Regions from separate parts of the Sus scrofa genome. Here all the other regions are linked to region 1. A link is a contact called in public HiChIP or PLAC-seq data. All regions are on one chromosome and are shown on one strand. The core of a region is the stretch at or near the end of the contact, and the rest is flanking DNA. Distances in the headings are between cores, read along the strand shown. Region 1 has its middle 5.2 kb from the start of DMXL2. Region 2 overlaps TMOD3 (tropomodulin 3). Region 3 overlaps TMOD2 (tropomodulin-2).

Region 1 (3,870 bases), core at 368-2,867:
GGGCTAACAAAAGATGAATTTGGAAAGATAAGCAGGGGTCAGTTCATATCCCATCTGGTCTATTCTCCGTAATAATTCTTTAAATACCAAAAATTTAAAAAATTAGTTTCCACTTAAGCTCTCACTTAAATGAGTTTATGAAACATTGATACTTAAGGAAATTAGGGGTATTTGTAGCATATCTTACTTTTCACAGTAAAATCATAAACAGTGCCTGCAAAAAAAATGAACCCTTCACTACAATTCCTCTAAGATGAACAGTCTTATTGGTTCCTAGCAACAAAAGAGTCCAACTTGATCAAAACATATCTTTTCACCTGCTTATACGATTCATAAATATTCATCCCTGCCCTTCTAAAAATTACCCTGTGTTCAGTCCATCCATATTAGGGATAAAAAGCTAAAGACATGAGGTTTGAGTTAAAGAGCTAAGATTCTGAGGTATAATCATCAAGAAAAGAGTAATTTGCTGCTGCCAATACCAAAGAAAGACATCATAGCAAATATATACGTTTTTATATCTTAAAAGTGGTAGTCTTTTATTATTGTATTTTCTACGTCTTTTTTTTTAAATTATTATAAGTGGTGTTCTTAGTTAAAGCAAAGCAAATATAACAAATCAAGGGCCAGAGAGATGGTCAGATGTAGAGTTTGGGTCTGTGACAAAGACTGCAAAGATGGCTAAGACAATTCCTCCTATAACCCTTTGCAATGTGGCTCTTTTGTCCCTCCCATTGAAAGTATGGAATTTATTTTGCTAGCCCTTGAATCTGTGCTCAGTCTGTGACTTGTTTTGACCAAGGAATGCAGTACTAGTTATGGTGTATAACCTTTAAGACTTGGCCTGAATCTGCTATGGAAGTCAGTCTAGCTAGCCTATGGAGGATGAAAAGGCTGCATGGAAGGGAACCAAGGCACCCCAGCCAACAACAGGCATCAATTGCCAGCCTTAAACCCATCTCAGACCTTCTACCCCCAGATGACCCCTCCAGCTGTATGTATGAGTCCAAGTGAAAAGAGTGGAGGAACTCTCTACCCAATCCACAGAGCATGAAAAATAATGTCATTATTTTTAGCTACATAAATTTCAGAGTGGTTTGTTACACAGCAATAGTTAAATAGGGTCACTCCCTTGATATTTTAGATTAAAATACATTACCACTACGGCTTATGACTCAAAAACAATGAAAGCATTGCTAGTATATAAACTTCAGACTTAGTGCAATAGACCTTGCAAAATGTATGGGTAATAGGTAGTCAGGGCTTTCATTGCTATCAACTAAAGAAAATATCTTAAAGTGTGAGACATCTGTAAGAAAACTGTAAGGTCTCTACAACTAGAATAAACATTGAAAAACATGGGTGTTAGACCCCACGAATGAATGGACTCACTTGGGAAATTCAATATTTAAAACATACACATAGTTCACCAGTAGAGAACTGATAACAGATACATCAAAGATCAACATTACAGCACTTTAGATTTGAGAATAGAAATTCCAGTTACCTCGATAGACAAGAATAAGAATGACACAAATGATGCCCCAGTGCTTGAGGATAAAAGCCTTGAGTTCTGTCGATGATAGCTTCCAAGAAGGTACCCAGTCATTCTGATTTCCTGGTATTCATTCTCTTGGGAAATACTCTCCCACACTAAATCATGACTGGCCTGGGTATCTAAAACAATATGGTGGAAGTGATGGTGTGTGATTTGTGAGGCCAGGATATAAAAGACACTGTAGTTTCCATGTGGCTCTCTCTCTCAGCTTCCTTGCTCTGGGGGAAGCCAGTTGCTATGCCTCTGGAGCACCATGGAAAGGACCACAAAGTGAGGACCTGAGGCCTCCACTCAGCTCCTAGGAGCTGCTTGCCAGCTACAAGCGTGTGCTGTCTTGGAGGCAGGTCCCTTAGTCTCAGTCAGACTTTCACTTGACTATAGCCCTGGATGACACCTCTTTTTTAGACAGCTTCATTGAGGTTGTAGTTTATTTACCATAAATTTAACATATTTTGGGTGATTCAGTGATTTCTAGTAAATTTACAGAGTTGTGTAACCATGACCACAGTCTAATTTTGGAATATTTTCATGCCAAAAGAAACCCCATGCCCATTAGTAGTTACTTCCCATTCCACCACCACCCCCAAGCAACCACTAATCTATTTTCTCTGTCTACAGATTTGCTTTTTCAGAAAACTTAAATGGACCACATCATGCAATATGTGGTCTTTTGTGTCTAGCTTCTTCTATTTAGTATTTAGCTGGCATTTTGAGGCACTCAGAACTAGAACTTCCCAACTAAGCCACTATTGAATTCTCCATGCACAGAAACTGTATTTATTGTTGATTTTAGGGACTAAATTTTGGGATAATTTGTTACACAGTAATAGATAACTAGTAAACATGAGTATCCTGGGAAATTAAGTATCTCAGACATCTACCCTTCCATTAAACCCAACCCCAAAGGAACAATATTTGTTATTATTAAAACTTGTAGACTTCTAGTTATAAAATAAATAAGTCATGGAGATGTAATGAAAATGTACAGCATGGTGACTTTATTTAATAATACTGTATGGCACATCTGACGTTGCTAAGTGAGTAGATCTGAAAATTTGCATCACAAGAAAAAATTTTTTTGTAACTATATGAAGTTATGGATATTAGCCAGACTTATTGTGGTGGTCATTTTGCAATATACACAATCATTGAATCATTATGTTGTATACCCAAAACTAATATAATGTTATATATTAATTGTATGTCAATCAAAAACAAAAACTTGTGGACATAAGAAGCCATACCTTACAGTTGTATTAGCATGTTTTGTTAGTGATACGAGACTGATACTTCCAGATGGGAAGAAAGAATCCTCACTTTATTTTTAGGTCCATGCAAAAGGTGGATGAACAAGGAAGAGATGACTGTGGATAGTTAAAATGGAGTACAGCTGTCCAGGTAGGTGGGCTAATAAGGAAACTTGCTGTGTTAGTCTGGAATGAGTTGTTTTTTTTTTTTTTTTTTCTTTTTTTTTTTTCTGCTTTTTAGGGCTGCACCTGCGGCATGTGGAGGTTCCCCTTGAATTGGAGCTACAGCTGCTGGCCTACACCACAGCTCATCGCAATTCTGGATCCTTAACCCACTAAACAAGGCCAGGGATCAAACATGCAACCTCATGGTTCCTTGTCAGATTCGTTTCCACTGTTCCACAACAGGAACTCCTGGCATGAGTTCTGGTTGGTCAAATTGAACAACAAAACACTCAGCTATAATCTTAGGAAACTTAACTAGCCAGTTGCTACTTTGAGATGTTGTTATCAAGAAGTCATTTAAGGAGTTCCCAGGTGGCTCAGTGGGTTAAGGATCCAGCATTGTCACTGCTGTGGGGCAGGCTTGATCCCTAGCCGTGGAACTTGCATGCTTCGGGACTGGCCAAAAAACATCATTTAAAGGATTCATAAGGGAAGAGAGGAGCAAGTGGATACAGGCTTCAGATTTTGAGTTGATACCAAAAGGAAGAAGAAAGAGGCCTCTAATTCACAGCTGTGTGAATGGGCCAAAGCTTCATGGAATGTTGTAAAACAAGTGCCGATTTTGAAACGGTTTCAATAACGTGGAATTAAAAATGTTCTTGAAAATCTGAGTACAATTTTTTATTTGATAATGGTTTTGACTCACTTTCTAATGTAGCAACAGTTGAGGATTAAGAGATTTGTCTAAAATCCAGTAGTAGCAATGGTTTTCAAGCTTTGAAAATATTTCTTTAAGTTTTGGAAGTGAAGATTAAAATCTTTATGACATTTAGAAACAGTGTTCATTTCTTGGTATATTCACTAAAACACTAATTTCTATAACATGTATTCATTTTCCTG
Region 2 (3,870 bases), core at 989-3,488, 220 kb before region 1:
GTGGCGTCTCTGGAGCACTGGGACACAGGTTCGATCCTTGGCCCTGCACAATTGGTTAAGGATCTGGCACTGCCACAGCTACAGCATAGGTTGTACCTCTAGCTCAGATATGAACCATGGCCAAAAAAGGGAAAAAAAGTTAATCATCGGCTGTATTTACCAAAGACAGTCTCCCCTGCCAAGAGAGAAAAGATTTCTTACAGGAAAGAAAATTTCAGGAGATGTTTGAAAACAAAGATGTTGGAGAAAATAGTTGAGAACAAATATGTCAGTAGAAATATGAGTCAGAAGTGGAAGAAATGGAAAGCAGACAAAAAGTTCATCTGGATAAAGAGGAGGAGGAGGTTGGCAGCATCAGGGAAAAGTCATGAAAAAGCTAACTGTTCAAAGGCAGCTACTTGGTATCAAAGGGTTTGAAAAATTATTTCATTTCTCTTTATTACCTAGGACCTACCTCAGGGTCAAGATCATCCAGAACAGTTTCTAGTTGTTTCAGCTCTACTTCTGATAGATTCCCAAGGAGTTCATCTTCATCGAGGTCCTTGTACTTTTCTAAGTCCTTCCGGAATGATAGTGCCATGGTGTGGAGTAGAGTAAATCACTTAATTTTTGCTATTCAGTACAGTCAAAAGTGATTTCTATTTTTTCTTACAGCTATGGAGAGAAGAAACAAAAATACTTACATGTTAAGTTACCTCCACCTACTTAGATCTATTTTAGGAAATATAATTTCCATGTGTCATATATACTTTGACCATATATCACATACTACCCTTGTCTATGGATCATTCAGTGCTTTTACTTTTTGTCTCTTGTTGACAAAAAGCAGCCAAACAAAAACAAAAAACCACAACTGGGAAAAAAGAGGGAGAGAAGGGAATACAATTCAAATCTATTAAAACAGCAACTTGAAAGGATTTGGATTTTCTAAAAACTAAGTTTTGGGGGGAAGAGCTTATAATATGTGCCAAAATACAATTTTTTTCCATTAACAGCTTAAAATGATTACCACTAGAGTACTTTGCTTAAGCAGAGTATGTTTGAGGCATGTTTGTTTTACTGTAAATTGCTTAGAAGAACATTATTTTCTAACTCAATATGATTACAGAGGGGACATTAAAATACTCTCCATGGCAGGAGTGGCCATTGGAAAAAAAATATTTTTTGAGATGGTGCATTTAAAAAAATTGTTTGAGGAGTTCCCTGGTGGCTCAGTGGGTTAAGGATCTGGCATTGTCACTGCTGTCTCTCAGGTTCATTCCCTGGCCCAGGAATTTCTGTATGCTGCAAGTGCAGCCAAAAATAAATAAATTTTTTTTGAAAAGGCATTTTTAAAGGAAAAATATACAGCATTCTGAAAATATTTTAGTAAAATACTCAAAACCATGCTGGGATGTGTTGTCCATTGACTGGCAAGTCTGGTCAGGAGGGTCTTCACCATTTCCTCACCTTGGAGATCCCTCCCAAAGAGCTACAAAGTGACTCAACAAGCATCATTTTTCCAGATACAGCAGGACTATTCTATAGGAAAAAAATACCTACAGTTAAGTCCCACAAAAAAAAGTGTGAAGTAAAAATAAAGTATTTCTATAAATTCTAGCCATATATGTGGATCATTTGTCTCATAAATATTTCTATGTGAATAAGAAATAATCCTCAGATTTAGTGATTTAGCTAAATTTTTCTTGGCCACAAAATGCCCAGTACTTCAAAGTTTGGATATACTTCCCACATCCTTCTCCCAAGTTTTTCCAGCTTAGTATTTTAACTAGTATATTTTCGTTCTCAAAGCAGTAACATTTTATGGGTCCCTTTATATGTTTTCATCTCCTAAGAAGAAAGGAAGGTTCACCACAGGGGTCTGTCAGCTAGCAACCATCTGGGACCAATAACAAGCAAATTAACAGAGCTGTGCTTAGGCAGATGTTAAACTGCAGACATTTTGTGTAACTGCCCAAGACAGAACTGGCTTACACCTGTTCCTCTGGCACCTCATCTGGTTTGGCAGTTATTCTGGATTTTTTCACTTACTGAACACATAAGTATTATCACTGTTGTCATTACTAAGTCTGGTAAACCTCCTTTGTACTTTCAACTTCAAGACAACAAGCTGATCAAGTATCCGGAGAGTGTATTCCCTTGATTAAAAATAAGAGAGTCAGAATTCCTGTTGTGACTCAGCAGGTTAAGAACCCATGTCATCTATATGAGGATGTGGGTTCTATCTCTGGCCTTGCTCAATGGGTTAGGATCCAGAGTTGCCATAAGATGCAGCTTGGATCCAGCATGGCTGTGGTTGTGGTATAGGCCGTCAGTTGCAATTCAACCCCTAGCCCAGGAACTTCCATATGCCGCAGGTGTGGAGCTGTACAAAGAAAAAAGATAAAAATAAAACTGCAGAGAATATTCAATAGAATATATTAGCACTTTCAAATATACTAGCCATAAAATGCAATGCTAAATAATGTGGCAGGCAATTTTAGGGGAAAATTATTTATTTTTGATTTATAAGAACATCTTATAAGAAGAACATTTTGAAAAAATACCCCTTTCATTAAAAATACCAATGACATGGTATTTGAGACAGGTAAGGGTAAAAAATTAATAAAAGTACATGAATACATACCAAGAGTAATTATTTAGCTTTCGCTATTTTTTAAATGTTTGGATAATCAACCCAAGAATTTTTTAATGTGGTTTAATATAATTTATTCTTTCCCGCTGTATAGCACTGGGAACTATATCTAGTCACTTATAATGGAGCATGACAATGTGAGAAAAAAGAATGTATGTATACATGTATGTGTGACTGGGTCACCTTGCTGTACAGTATAAAATTGACAGAACACTGTAAACCAGCTATAATGGAAAAAAAATCATTATAAAATATTTTATTCTTGAGGTTTAAATATTAAAGCCAACTTCTTGTTTAATAAATATTTCAAAGAGATACATGTTATTTTAATTAATTCGAGCATCCCCTCACTTTACTCTCAAGTTTGCCTGTATGGGCCATGAAATCAATGGTCACCTTACTAATAAGGTACTATAATGGACAATATGATAGGAATGGGATATTAGGGGCAAAGGCAATGTTATATGGCACCCAGGGTCTATGGATTTGGAACATGACATTCCTTAGAGTGACTAAAGAGGTTACTCCAAGAGATGGCTCTTTATCCCAAAGTAAAATGTGTCACGCAAAGCATATTTATAGTATTGCTTAAAGATTACTAAAACGAACATTATGAACACACTGCCCAGACTCAGAAAGACAAGATTTCTAGTACTCTTAGGTTCCCCTTTTCAACTGCATTGCTCCCCACAAAAGAAGTAGTCATTGTACTGAATTTTGAATTAATCATTCTTTCTCTACAGTTTTACCTTAAACATATGTATCTTTAAACAGTTTTAGTTTTGCTTTTTTGTACTTATATCTATATGGATACATAAAGTATGTATCCTTCTGTGATTTGCTTTTTATACTCAGCATTGCTTTAAGTTCATGCTGAAAGCTGTAATTCCTTCATTTTCATTTCTATGTCATCTTCCACTGCACAAATGAACATCTCAATTACTTGTAGTCTTTCCTGCTCTTTTCTTCTGCTATAAACAATCTTGTTACCTATTTCCTGGTATACATGAGCAAAAGTTTCTCCAAGTTGTTCAAACCTAGGAGTGGAATTGCTAGGAAAAGAGTATGGTATTACTCAAGTTTAATAGGTAATGTCAGACTATTTTCAAAGTAGTTATACCTATTCACATTTCTAGAAGATTCAGTGCATAGCAATTTCATGTTTTCATCCTTGCTAACTGTTGGTATTATCAGAGGTTTTCAGTTTGCTCATTCTGGTAGATATGAACTGATGT
Region 3 (3,870 bases), core at 395-2,894, 150 kb before region 1:
CGAACCCACAACCTCATGGTACTAATCCGATTTGTTTTTGCTGTGCCACAATGGGAACTCCTGAAATTACCTGATTATTGATCTGTGCCTCCCATGGATAGATAACTTCCTTTGGGCAGAGACCACCTTTCACCTTTGTACCTAAACCTAGAACATTCTTGACATGGCAGGTATTTAGTAAATGACTGATGCATGAATGAGAGTGTAGTGAATTGTACATTTTTCCAGGAAATGGTGGCATAGAAGACAGTGGTCTGGAATGTTCCAGGCTAGCAAGGCCATGCCAAGTGTGTCTTTCATGCTCTCTGGGAGGAGTAGGTATTCAAATGCTAAAGATAAGCATCCTTGCTGAGATGAAAAGACATTCAAATAGAGAAGGAAAGTTATTTAAGATACTACAGTTGATTAAATGTCAGGAACAGGAGTTTGCATTGTGGCACAGTTTCAATCACCAAAACACAGGTTCAATCGCCAGCAGAGCCAGAACACAGGTTCAATCGCCAGCCTGGCACAGTGGGTTAAAGGATTGTGGCTTGGATTTGATCCCTGGTCTGGTAACTCCATATACCGTGGAGTGGCCAAAAGGAAAAACAAACAAACAAACAAACAAACAAACATAAAACCACTGTCAGGAATATAAAACTCTGTCTTCATTCTGTGTTGACTAGTCAACCTTTTTATCAGTAATTTCCTCTTTTAGCTGAACAGACAGACCTACCAAGAGAGTGTATCCTGAGCAAAACACACTACTTGGTATGAGTTACACCTCCAGACAGAACTCCCAGTATGGGCTACTCCACTGTGGCTTTATTGCTCAGAGCCCAGTGTTCCTTGACAAACTGAAAAATCTACCTTCAAAGCCTGAATGAATTCTGGATGAATTCTGGACACCCCAGGGGGCCCAGTTAATAGGCCTCTCTCCTCCAAAAATACCCAGTGGCTCCCAAGTTTCATAAAACCACAGCTTTCTGTCAACTTACTTCTCACAGGCCCTTTGCCTCCTTTTGTGCCAGTTGTTTCTTCATCAAACTTGGGATTGTTGAGTAGATTGTGTACTCCAAGAACAGCTGAAAGCGAAGATAATCAGTGAATAAACCTTATATTTGGGGAATCGTACTAACGTGTCCACATGGTTAATTTGCCCCTCAAAGAACAATTCTTCATGTCATAAAGAGAAGTGTCCCTAGAGCTCTCTTGCCTTGCAAAGTGATGCATGTATAGTGTTAAATGAGCTTATTTAACACCCCTGCCCCTGTCCAAGACCACGAGCAATTTCACTGGTCTTTCTATATCTTCAAAGGTAGAATCATGTAGGATCTGAGGGACAATGGTCTAGTTATGTTTCCAGACTGAAAATCTGCTTAGACTTCCTAGTTATGATTCACCCCCTCCGTTTTCTTATCTTTAAAATGTAGGACCCAGTCTAAGGATATTTTAAGATCTAACATTATATAGACTGCAGCATGCAGTTTTTCCAGAGATAAAGAGCTGAAAGATCATGGGCCTCTAACAATGTAAGCCTCCCCATCTCTCCCATCTCAGGACCAAAAAGAGTTGTCCTTTCTCCATCTGGAGAATCCCAGGGTGGGAAAGGAGACAAGCAGGCTGAGATTTTGAGTCTCCTGCATTACACAGAACTTGCACCAGGGGGCAGTACAATATGTAGGAGACAGCACCGGGTGGGGGGGGATGACAACACTGAGCACGCTCCAACTGCAACTGTCCATTCGGCTTTCCCTTTGGTAATTAAATTCCAGGTAAAAAATTACAAGCGGCCACCTGAGGAAGGATCCCAGAATAGTCTGCCAACAGGTGTCAGAGGCACATCTCTGAGTTCCTCATTGGCTGTAATCTACATCCTGAAGGAGGAGGAGCCAGCACAGCCTAGAAAGGGCACATGTTCAAAGCCAGCGAATCTAGGGGTTAAGAGTGGCAGTCAGGGGAGATCAGCTAGAGTTTAAATCCTGACCGTCATGTACTATCTGTATGAATCGAGAAGATGTTAAATGCCTCTGAGCCTCACTTTCCCCATCTGTAACACAGGGATAATAATTATACTTTATCTATTATAATAGTTAAGTGATTTCCTATGCATTAGGCACTGCTCTAAGTCCTTTACAAATTCCTGTTAAAGAAATAAGAATTTGGCGTCCCCCTAGTGGCACAGCGGAAACGAATAGGAATGATGAGGTTGCAGGTTCGATACCTGGCCTTGCTCAGTGGGTTAAAGATCTGGCGTTGCCATGAGCTGTAGTGTAGGTTGCAGACATGGCTCAGATTTGGCGTTGCTGTGGCTGTGGTGTAGGCAGGGAGCTGTAGTTCCAATTGGACCCCTAGCCTGGGGACCTCCATATGCCTCGGTGTGGCCCTAAAAACCAAAAAAGAAAAAAAGAAAAGAAAAAAGAAATAAGAATTTGTCACTGTGTTTCTGGCATGGTCCAGGGAGAAGATGCCCTGTGTGATAAATACAAGCCACTGAGACCAGGCAACAAACATATCTTGCTCTGGCCCCATACTCACTAAGCAACTTCTGATGGTAATTTGGCTCCCACTGCCAAGTTATAATTTTTATTTTATCTGTTTCCTTTGCACTGACTAGTGGATCAGTCTCCACTGCCATGCCCTGATCTGACTGCTCCTACGTGCACTGATAAGATAAAGTCTCTAGACCAGCAGAGTTGAGAATTAAGACTCTGGTGATGGCCAGAATGCAACATGGCCACTCTGGGAGGTGCTGTCTTGAAGGTCAGCTTCTGCCCCCTTGATGAGCTATATTTCTGCTCTTCACCTGCCACAGCAATATGCGCAGGCATTGGTACACTTTCTTATCTAAAGCTCAAAGATGGCAGCCTATTCACTCACGGGCTGCTCTTGATCTGCCAGACAGATCTACCCTAGAGAAGACCCTTCCACCTGACCCCCAGCAGGGCTCCCTTCTGAGTTCTGAGGGAGCACTTGATGAGGGATGGAGGCTGAGCAAAGAGGAGCTTTCTATTGGGATGATTCCCCTGGTTTTATCATATGAAGTGGAGGGTCTAGTATCTTCTACATGACTGATGTTTTTCTCTTTATCCTTTCTTAGGCATTTCCTGGGACTTGAAGCCCAGCCCTGCATTCTCCCTCTGGGCAAAACCAGTGGAAACCATGCAGCAACCCTTGGGGAGAGTAGTAACCATGGCAGGCTCACGGCTGCTCATGGCTAAGAAGAACAGTCACTACAAAACACCCTTAAACTGGGTGAGGCAGGTGCCTCACCTCCTGCAGTGACTTCTGAGGGGTTCAAATATGTGAATTTAATACTGACTATAGATACCATCACAGAAGAAACCAAAATGTATCTGAGATGGTTGGCATGCTATTGGAATAAGGTATACAGCTGGTTCTCCTGGGAGGTAGGAGACTGGTTATTATTACTTACATCTTCCAATGGAATAAAAATATGAGAAATCTTGCCAAAGCTGAGGACTGTTCTTCAAAGCACCTCTATCCTGTGGGGACCTAACATAATGACCCTAATAATCCAAATTTCCATCCAATTAGTATACACACATGTTCTATATGCATGGAATCTTTTTCAAAGAAAACACGAAATGGGGCTTAGGTAATTAGAATGAGAGACATTTTCCATTACATATTCTTTTATACTATTTGGGTTTCTTTCTACCTGCATGTCTAAACAATTCACATAATAGTAACAATAATTATTGGAGTTCCCGTTGTGGCTCAGTGGTAATGAACCCGACCAGTATCCATGAGGATGTGGATTTGATCCCTGGCCTCACTCAGTGGGTTAAGGATCTGGTGTTGCCATGAGCTATGCTATAGGTCGCAGATGTGACTCAGATCTGGTGTTGCTGTGGCTGTGGCCCT

What was found. HiChIP or PLAC-seq counts read pairs in DNA pulled down with a chosen protein or histone mark.
Region 2: a contact with region 1 is called in an H3K27ac HiChIP or PLAC-seq map of alveolar macrophages. The contact joins two enhancer-like sites. A contact is called at or near these places in 1 of 5 promoter capture datasets (liver) and 1 of 2 datasets of contacts at active chromatin or transcription factors (alveolar macrophages).
Region 3: a contact with region 1 is called in an H3K27ac HiChIP or PLAC-seq map of alveolar macrophages, with 5 times the contacts expected there. The contact joins two enhancer-like sites. A contact is called at or near these places in 1 of 47 Hi-C or Micro-C datasets (alveolar macrophages) and 1 of 2 datasets of contacts at active chromatin or transcription factors (alveolar macrophages).

The regions. Positions count from the first base shown.
Region 1 is chr1:120,131,089-120,134,958 of Sscrofa11.1, forward strand. No RefSeq gene overlaps it. Among named protein-coding and RNA genes, the nearest start is that of DMXL2, 5.2 kb to the right of the region's middle. Within about 2 kb of position 1,618, at least 1 of the 83 cell types and tissues checked has an H3K27ac peak or open chromatin away from gene starts, as enhancers often do. A contact at or near this core is called in alveolar macrophages, where this site is marked.
Region 2 is chr1:119,908,668-119,912,537 of Sscrofa11.1, forward strand. TMOD3 (tropomodulin 3) reads right to left here. Exons shown (of 10, transcript NM_214294.1): 2 at 455-654. The coding sequence starts at 580. Among named protein-coding and RNA genes, the nearest start is that of TMOD3, 38 kb to the right of the region's middle. Within about 2 kb of position 2,239, at least 4 of the 83 cell types and tissues checked have an H3K27ac peak or open chromatin away from gene starts, as enhancers often do. A contact at or near this core is called in alveolar macrophages, where this site is marked.
Region 3 is chr1:119,983,182-119,987,051 of Sscrofa11.1, forward strand. It overlaps TMOD2 (tropomodulin-2), which reads right to left. Exons shown (of 10, transcript XM_001925676.5): 5 at 981-1,067. Among named protein-coding and RNA genes, the nearest start is that of TMOD2, 24 kb to the right of the region's middle. Within about 2 kb of position 1,645, at least 2 of the 83 cell types and tissues checked have an H3K27ac peak or open chromatin away from gene starts, as enhancers often do. A contact at or near this core is called in alveolar macrophages, where this site is marked.